Linked DNA regions of Sus scrofa: region 1 is linked to region 2. The links are chromatin contacts, called in public Hi-C maps. All regions are on one chromosome and are shown on one strand. The core of a region is the stretch at or near the end of the contact, and the rest is flanking DNA. Distances in the headings are between cores, read along the strand shown. Region 1 has its middle 89 kb from the start of KYNU. Region 2 overlaps KYNU (kynureninase).

Region 1 (5,026 bases), core at 402-2,901, 170 kb after region 2:
GTGTTTTTCGGTGACATGTGTCTCCTATCCCCAGTTGCAATGAAGGATTTTAACATATATGGGGTTTTTAGTTAGCGTTTTACTAGGAATACAAATCAACTCTAGTAATAGAAAGGAAATTTATTCTGGAGATTGGTTATGGAAGTGTTGAAAGGATATAAAGAGTAGAAGGGAAAAAGGTAGTGTTGTATAGAGAAGTAAAAAAGAAAAAGATGTGATATATAAATATCAAAAGCTGTAAAAGTCCTTGTGCTGGAGGAGTCCATGAGCTTATGCTGATGCTTAGTTGTTGGAAACTGTTTTAGTTGCTGTTTTTGTTTTTTTTTTTCTTTTTTTTTTTATTACTCAAATGAATTTATCACATCTGTAGTTGTATAATGATCATAACAATCCAGTTTCACAGGATTTCCATCCCACAGCCCAAGCACATCCCCCCACCCCCCAAACTGTCTCCTCCGGAGACCATAAGTTTTTCAATGTCTGTGAGTCAGCATCTGATCTGCAAAGAAGTTTAATCTGTCCTTTTTTCAGATTCCACATGTCAGTGAAAGCATTGGATGTTGGTGTCTCATTGTATGGCTGACTTCACTTAGCATGATAGTTTCTAGGTCCATCCATGTTGCTACAAATGCTGGTATTTCGTTCTTTTTGATGGCTGAGTAATATTCCATTGTGTATATGTACCACATCTTCTTGATTCACTCCTCTGTTGATGGACATTTAGGTTATTTCCATGTCTTGGCTATTGAAAAGAGTGCTGCAATGAACATTGGAGTACATGTGTCTTTGCGAGTCGTGGTTTTCTCTGGATAGATGCCCAGGAGTGGGATCGCTGGATCAAATGGTAGTTCTATGTTTAGTTTTCTGAGGCATCTCCATACCGCTTTCCACAGTGGTTGCACCAATTTACAATCCCACCAAGAGTGTACTAGGGTTCCTTTTTCTCCACACCCTCTCTAGCACTTATTGTTTGTAGACTTTTGGGTGATGGCCATTCTGGCTGGTGTAAGGTGGTATCTCATCGTGGTTTTGATTTGCATTTCTCTAATAATGAGTGACGCTGAACATCTTTTCATGTGTTTCTCGGCCATCTGTATGTAGTTGCTGTTTTATCCAACAAAAAATTGGATAAATCTCAACCAAGATTGAATCTGAAAAGTTGATCTCCTATGCCAGATTGCTTAAGTCCAACCTCATATCCCTTCTCTGCATCTCTAGCAATTTTCAACAGCTACCAAACTGTAGGAACCAGAAGCTAGAAGCTTCTTTCTTCCTCCTACTTTTTGACTGTCTGTTTGACCTACAAATGATAAGCACTCATCAAAAAGCCGGCTATCAAAAGAGACCTGGGATATATGTGTTGACTCCAAAACTCCTAAACTATACAGCAGAGCCAGAAAGTGTAGCGTTTGGAATGCCAGAAGAAAATAGACAAATGAACTACACAAAGACTTTTATCTTTTGGCTGGAGGAACAGGAAGGGATTCTTAAGGCAAGAGAAGTGGCAAAATATGAAAGTGGTAACATCTTTTGCCCTCTCAGCCGTTTGAACAAGGTTAAAAAACAAAACAAAACACAAAGTTCAGAGAATTCAGTTTATGAGTTGAGCTATAAGGTCCTAGGAATGATCCCTGTTATTTGAGGTCAGCACAGTACTCTGCCTGAAATACAGCATTAGCAAATATTTCAAGGACTGGCAATGTGTCTGAGGACAGATATGCCTCAATGCCTAGAAAATAACTGCAAATTAGAAAAATTATACTAGAAAGGTCATGACACATGTGAGATACTACCAACCTTCATATTCTCTACAAAAACGTTGGAAGAACAGGGATTATAGCAGAGAATTTTTTTGTTTAAACTCATGAATGTTGAAAGCCAGTGTAGATTAATGTTTAATGTGAAACAGTGTTGAAACAGCATGATGAAATCTGAGACAGTTTACAAGACTACAGACCTTAAGAGATGGAATGAAACTAGTCAATCTAAGTTTTACATATTTTGATCCACAAAAGAAATATATGTTATGATGGATAACATATGCAAATATACACATGCACCTTAAAAAAAAGTTTCATGAATCAACACTTGCACTATGTGATGCACTTTGAAATTTTATAAATTATCTATTCTATACTATTTTATAAAAGAATGCTGGTTGTGACCCATTTAATTGATTTCATGCCCACTAATGGGGGGGGGGAATAATTCCTTTTAAGCATGAAAAACACTGATTATATCCAATTCTTGCCCTACGGTTAAAAAAACTGAGACTCAGTTTGATCAATAACTACCAGTTTCCTAATGTACCTTATGAACACAATTGCATCATGTTGTTTTCAGTCATAAAGTCCTTAAGAAGTGAGGCAATAGTTAAATTGTATTCAATGGCCCAAGATTTTTCATTTATATTCTTAGCAAATGTTTCACAGTGATTACAATTATGTATTTGAACCACACTTTTTTATAGGTTTATTTTATCTCTGCAATGAAATTGTTAGCCCTTTGAGGACAGAACTGTCTCTAGTAATTCTCTTTATCTCCTGCAGTAATAAAATGATTACAAGCAAAAAATTCTAGGTTTCAAAAAAAGTATATTTAATTGAATAATAGAGAAATAATTACAAAGAAGTTTTAAAATTCATACATCTTTGAGTGATAGCTGACAGGCTTGTGCAATCTTTCCAGCTTTCTGAACAACATGGAAAACCCAACATTTCATTTCTTTATGTTCAATATATACTGTTGGCACAGTGACTCAAAATGTTCTTGTTTTTTAATCCATTAGTATTAACCAAAAGCTTCTTTTAGGTTTATAAGAACAGAATTTGGACTAGGCAAGTCTTCAGACAGAATGGTCAGCTAACAGTTCCTCAAATTCGTAGACTGCTGATAAACTTTAACTGCCTAATAGTTATCCAAGGTTTGGGTTCTGCTAAAGTGTTTAGATGCCATGAAGAAAACAAACAGGTAGACTGGTTTTATGTGAAAGGGAAGAAAACAGTCTCCACAAAGACTTGCAATTCTGCCTTTCTGTCAGGTAGAATTTTTATGGCTTTGGCATAAACCCTTGGAAAGATTAGATTTTAATAGAAATGCCAATGTAGTTTTAAATATAGCACCCGTAGGCTGTGCTTGTATTACAAGGAAATTCAGTGTCCCTCACGGCAACCAGTTATTGGAAATCTCAATGGTGGTGTCCCATTCAATGTTTAGCAATTTGAAAATCTTTCTTTTGATAAGAAATGTATTTGCCACAAGTTAAATTTGTCAATATGGAATTTTAAAAATAGCTATTATCATTTTAGGCCTGCATATTTAAAACTACTGCTTTATAAATATAAATTTTAAAGTTCATACGTATGGTAAAATATATTTATTACCTATGAGATGTAATTGTTCATATCCTGTCAGCATGTTGTAATACAAAGAATATTCTGAAAAAGAAAACATGATTATTAGAACTAAATTTTACATTATCTGTGAGATATTGGCAAGTAACTTCAATTTAGGCCTCAGTCTTCTGTCAGCAAAGTAGAATAATTATGACATTTTAAAATCATTATTGTGAAAGTCAAATGAGATGTGAGATGTGTTTTAAGCATAGAAGGTGGTTTAACAAGGTATGTATTTTTATATATTTTTAAATTTTAAAGAATATAATCATAATTTATATAAATACTGTAATACATTATAAAACTAGAAAATATAAAAATTAGAGGGATCACTAATTATATGAAAAACATACAAATTCTTTAAATATTGCTAATTCCTTTTTTTTATGTAATCATTCTTTTTTTTTTCTTTTTCTGCTGCACTTGTGGCATATGGAAGTTCCCAGGCCAGGGACTGAATTTGACAGGCAGCTGTGACCTATATACCACAGCTGTAACAATGATGGATCGTTAACCACTGTATTGGGGATTGAATCTGTGCCTTTGCAAAGACAACACTAGATCCCCTTCTTATATATTAAAGTTACATCTAACTTTTTGTTTTGTCATCAGCATAGATACCTTTGTAAAAAGGTATACATATGCATATTATTATATATACACATATGTGTATACACACATATAATTATTTCATTAAGAAAATACCTGAATTAATTGACCTTAGTAAAAATATTTGCAGTCAGATGCCATCTATAGCTTTGTGCCAACTTTTGATCCTTAGGTACTTAGTTAGTTACAAGTCCTGGGTATTTATCACTTAAAAAATATATTTGCTACTTTGGTAGTTAAAAAATAATATTGATCCTTCAATAAATGTGTAACTAATAACTAAGAAAGTTAAATATTTCAAAATAATTATTCAGTATTCCATTATTCATTTTTCTGTTGCAGAAATTATCTCTTTTTAAATTAATTTGTATGCACTCTTCATTATTTGCTGAGCCTTAGTTTTCATATTTAGAACATGGGTAGAATAATAATTCAGGGATGGACTTTTTTTTGTGATGATTAAATGTAATATAACTAGAGTTTGGAGATACTTATTAATAGAATATTAAAGTATAGCTACAAGAAATAGAATTGTAGGTTGAATTACTCTGTTACACAGCCCATGTTCTTTTCAAAATAGACCTATATAAAACAAATAACAGCAGTTACTATATATCTTCTTATAAATTTTTCCATTTTTCTTCCCTGGAAATTGATCCAACCAATAACTGTTTATTAATCTCCATGTAGGCTACTCATATTCATAGGAGCTAAGACTTTAAGAGAAAACATGTGCTCTTTAACCTTTAAAATACATACACATAGCTTATGTGTCTCTTTAATATTATTACAAATCTATTATTAAATATTCTTCTGTGGGTAAATGTGTAAACAAATTGTGATACATCTATACAATAAAATACTACTCAGTAATAAGAAAAAGCAAACTATGGGGACATGTAACAACTTGAATAATCTCTAGGGCATTGTGCTGAATGAAAGAAGCCAATTTCAAGGTTATGTATTGTGAGTCCACTCATTCTGGAAATTATGAAATTGTGGTGATAAGAAACAGATCAGTG
Region 2 (4,848 bases), core at 622-3,121:
CGTGGCTCAGCGGTTAAGGAACCCAACTAGGATCCATGAGGATGCAGGTTCGATCCCTGGCCACGCTCAGTGGGTTAAGGATCCATCATTGCCATGAGCTGTGGTGTAGGTCACAGATGTGGCTCGGATCCCGCGTTGCTGTGGCTGTGGAATAGGTCAGCAGCTGTAGCTCCGATTTGACCCCTAGCCTGGGAACTTCCATATGCCGTGGGTGTGGCCCTAAAAAGTAAAAAAGAAAAATTAAAATAAAAAATCGCCATGGAAGCTAAGGCCTAATTTCTTATTCCAGTTGTTCCCTTCTGTTTCTATTTGAGACATTAGAAATTAAATTCCAGTATCTCAAAAAGATAAATAAATAAAAAGGTCTACATTATTTACATACAGTATGGAAAATAAAGGCTACATTTTGGCTAAGTTAGATTGCTTTTACCAGCATTATTTACATTGTAAATGTTAGGAGAAAAATACTATCCAAATTTTACTCGTGGTAATTTTCTAATTTAATGGCTTACCATCAAGCCCATATATCTTTCTGCATATCAAAATGTGAAAACATTAAGCTAGAGACGATAGGGATTCTTTCTCTATAAGATGTGTTAAGATAACTATACATGAACATGAATTTTTAAAAAAATGATCATTAAATGATAGTTCACTTTGCACATGTCTTCTGAATTCTGTTGTTAGCTTATTAAGAGCATACATAATCACATTCTAAAAACTGAAGACATCCTGCAACTTTGAAGAAATACATCTATAGATTGAGGTTTTTGAGGTAAATGATTTCAGAGGGACCAATTTTATATTGCTCTAACACCTCTTAAGAATAAATAATCCCAACAGCTATTACAGGTATTTTCCTGAGAATAGAGGGTGTGAACTATGACCTGTTTTTAATGATTGAAGTTATACTTGATCACAACCAGTTTCATCCAGTCTTATTTGTTTAAATAGTGTCTGTGGCTGCTTTGGCAAGCACAAGTGAATCATTGCAACAGAGATCACATAAATGAAAAAGTCTAAAGTATTTACTAATTTTCCCATTACGAAAAACACTGTCTGACCTCTAACCTATAGCATTGATTACCATAGCAGAAACAATATATTGGAGACTCGGTTAATTAGAAACCTTACTCATTTTAATGTGGTCACAATTAGAATTTGATAAAATAAAAGGTGCTTACAGGTGTTTTGTTTCTCAAACACAAAAAATGAGCAACACATTTTGTAAAAATTATGATAGATCCTTTATGCTATGTAAGTTTTTGGAGCAACTGGAAGGAAAATACAATTAATCTCTATCAAGATTTAGAGGTTATTAAAACCTAGGTATGCAAACTAATATTTAGGTTCAGTAAATATATACAGATACACACACAAATTGAATTTTAAGATGCACTTTTAATACTGAAACTAAGTTTTGGGGAAAATGGTTCTGAACTTAAAATTCTGTTTTTTCTCACCAACACTTCTATTTAAAGTGATTTTTTTAACCACGAGATATTTACAAGTTAACTTTTTATAGGCAGGTTTTTACAACTTAACTTTTCTTAGAAAACTCAAGGACTAAAAAGGCCACACTTTTATTTTATCATCAGTTATTTATAAAGAATGGCACAATGAAGAAACCATGAAACTTCACTTACTTCATCCTGTTATTAAAAGCCCTGTGGTCACATCTGTGGCACCATATGAAAAAATCACCTGCGGCTCAAACAATACGTTTTAATGGAGGTACAATTTTTTCCGCATGGATGGCAGAGAACATAAATTATTAAAATGTAACTGTTTTGAGAAAATGACCTTAAGATACAAACTTGAATGAGATCACAAAGTGATTTTATAAAAGTTTCACTAGATGGCAGCATCTTAAAAACAAAACAATTGTGTGTGTGTGTGTATCTGTGTCACTTTGCTGTACAGTAGAAATTGACAGGACATTGTAAACTCACTATAATGGAAAAAACAAAAATCATTTAAAAAAACCCAAAACTATTAGTTCTCCAAAACCTCTGTATAGCCATCAGTTTTTTCATTATTTTACCAATAAAAATAGGTAAAACAGTATGAGTATGTGAAAACATAAACTGCATGCTTGAGTGCACACTTTATGCAATTTAAAAAATAGAAGTAAAATATTTTTGAACAGATTTTTATTAAAATTAACCACAGTTTTGAACGCTTTTATTGATAAAACTACATACAAGCATAGCACCTTGTCACCCACCTCTTATACTCAATCCCCAAACTATGGCAGCAGTTTTCCAACCTTTCTGACTACTTCTAGCCTACCTTCTTCCAATGAACTTTCTAAATCGTACATTTGATTATAAACTGTGCCCCTTCAAAGATCCTTCCATTAACTTCAGAATGTAACTAATTTTCCTAGGCATGACTTTTACACACCTTTATGATCTAGTTCTTTATGGCTTTCCTGTCTCAGGTGCCCTACACCCAACTCCTCTATTTACATAAACCTCATTTGCCTGGTAGCTCATATTTTGATCACAAGATTACTTCCTTGGGAAGATTCCAAACTCTCTGTTTTCTTTCTCACCTTATAGCCCTGGTTGCATAAATTTCCTGTAGCAATGTTTCAGTTTACTGTCCTCTACTATTACATAATATGAACTCAATGTTGAATAAATGAATGAATGAACAAATAATGAAGTCATGCAATTGTCAATAAATACTCTGTAAACTGAAGTTAAATGGTGAAAGAGTATTATTTGAGATCCTTTATTTCTGTTGCATTATTGCATAAACAGTTTATTCAGACTTGGCATCTTTTGAAATGATGTTCCTTGAACAGTCAATAATAGTTTAAAATATATTTAAAATCCCTTTCAATAAAACAAGGAATGCCCTGTGTTTTTGTCTTTGCCATATGCCCTAGCACAATACTGAAAATGTTTCTAACCAGTGGAATAATAGTATACATAGGGCTGTGCTGAGCTTTTCAGGTGAAGCGCTAGCTCACTATCTCTCAAATTTAGTTCATCTTTTGTTAATTAAAATGAAACATGGAATATTACAGCTTAATTTTTTCCCTTGTAGCACTGCAGTCCTGATAACTTTATATATTCACATTATAACACAATGGCTTTTTAAAAAATTATTTCCCCAATACATTTTTTTTCTACGGTACAGCATGGTGACCCAGCAACACATACATGTATACATTCTTTTTTCTCACATTGTCATGCTCCATCATAAGTGACTAGACATAGTTCCCAGTGCTACACAGCAGGATCTCATTGCTAATCCATTCCAAAGGCAATAGTCTACATCCATTAACTCCAAGCTCCCAATACCCCACTCCCTCCCCCTCCCCCTTGGCAACTACAAGTCTATTCTCCAAGTCCATGATTTTCTTTTCTGAGGAAAGGTTCATTTGTGCCTTACAGTAGATTCCAGGTATAAGTGATATCATATGGCATTTGTATTTCTCTTTCTGACTTACTTCACTCAGTGTGAGAATCTCTAGTTCCATCCATGTTGCTGCAAATGGCATTATTTCATTCTTTTTTTAAGGCTGAGTAGTATTCCATTGTGTATATATACCACATCTTCCTAATCCAATTGTCTGTCAATAGACATTTGGGTTGTTTCCATGTCTTGGCTATTGTGAGTAGTGCTCCAATGAACATCTGAGTGCATGTGTGGTTTTTAAGGAAAGTTTTGTCTGGATATAAGCCCAAGAGTGGGATTGCTGGGTCAGGTGATAGTTCTGTGTATAGAATTCTAAGACACCTCCATACTGTTCTCCATAGTGTTTGTAACAATTTATATTCCCACTAACAGTGTAGGAGGGTTCCCTTTTCTCCACATCCCCTCCAGCATTTGTTATTTGTGGACTTATTATTGATGGCCATTCTGACTGGAGTGAGTTGGTATCTCGTGGTAGTTTTGATTTGCATTTCTTTAATAATGAGTGATGTTGAGCATTTTTCCCTGTGCTTGTTGGCCATCTATACATCTTCCTTGGAAAAATGTCTATTCAAGTCTTTTGCCCATTTTTCCATTGGTTGATTGGCTTTTTTGCTGTTGAGTTGTGTAAGTTGCTTATATATTCTAGAGATTAAGCCCTTGTCCATTGCATCATTTGAAACTATTTTCTCCCATTCTGTAAGTTGTCTTTTTGTTTTCTTTTGGGTTTCCTTTGCTGTGCAGAAGCTTGTCAGTTTGATTAGCTCCTATTGGTTTATTTTTGCTTTTATTTCTCTTGCTTTGGGAGACCGACCTGAGAAACTTTGGCTTCCCCAAATTCGCAGAAAAAGAAAAACACAAGTACAATGAAGAAGCTCAGAAACTATTCCTAGTTAAAGCAACAGGAGAATTCACCTAAAGCAATCTACAATGAAACCGATTTCTGCAGTCTGAGAGACATTGAGTTCAAAAGGGAGATGGTAAAAATACTGAAGGAATTAAGAGAGGATATGAACAGTAATGCAGATTCCCTCAGAAAGGAGCTAGAAAATATAAGGAAGAGCTAAAATAAACTAGAAAATTCATTTGCAGAGATACAAAGTGAACTAAGGGCAATAAAGACCTGAATGAATAATGCAGAGGAACAATTAGTGACATGGAAGATAAAATAATGGAAATCAGCCAATCAGGACAGCAGACAGAAAACCCAATGAAAAAACATGAAAGCAATAGAAGAGACCTATGGGATAATATAAAGCATCCCAATCTATGCATAATAGGAATCCCAGAAGGAGAAGAAAAAGAAAAGGGGATTGAAAATATATTTGAAGAAATTATGGCTGAAAACTTTCCAAATCTAAAGGATACTGTTATCAAGAAACAGGAAGCACAGAGGGCCCCAAACAAGCTGAACCCAAA

What was found. A called contact is a pair of places that touch in the nucleus more often than the background predicts.
Region 1: a contact with region 2 is called in a Hi-C map of liver, with 3 times the contacts expected there. The contact joins two enhancer-like sites. A contact is called at or near these places in 1 of 5 promoter capture datasets (liver) and 5 of 47 Hi-C or Micro-C datasets (liver and skeletal muscle).

Annotation. Positions count from the first base shown.
Region 1 is chr15:9,069,215-9,074,240 of Sscrofa11.1, forward strand. No RefSeq gene overlaps it. Among named protein-coding and RNA genes, the nearest start is that of KYNU, 89 kb to the left of the region's middle. Within about 2 kb of position 1,652, at least 2 of the 83 cell types and tissues checked have an H3K27ac peak or open chromatin away from gene starts, as enhancers often do. A contact at or near this core is called in liver, where this site is marked.
Region 2 is chr15:8,896,735-8,901,582 of Sscrofa11.1, forward strand. All of the region lies in intron 8 of KYNU (kynureninase), which reads right to left. Among named protein-coding and RNA genes, the nearest start is that of KYNU, 84 kb to the right of the region's middle. Within about 2 kb of position 1,872, at least 2 of the 83 cell types and tissues checked have an H3K27ac peak or open chromatin away from gene starts, as enhancers often do. A contact at or near this core is called in liver, where this site is marked.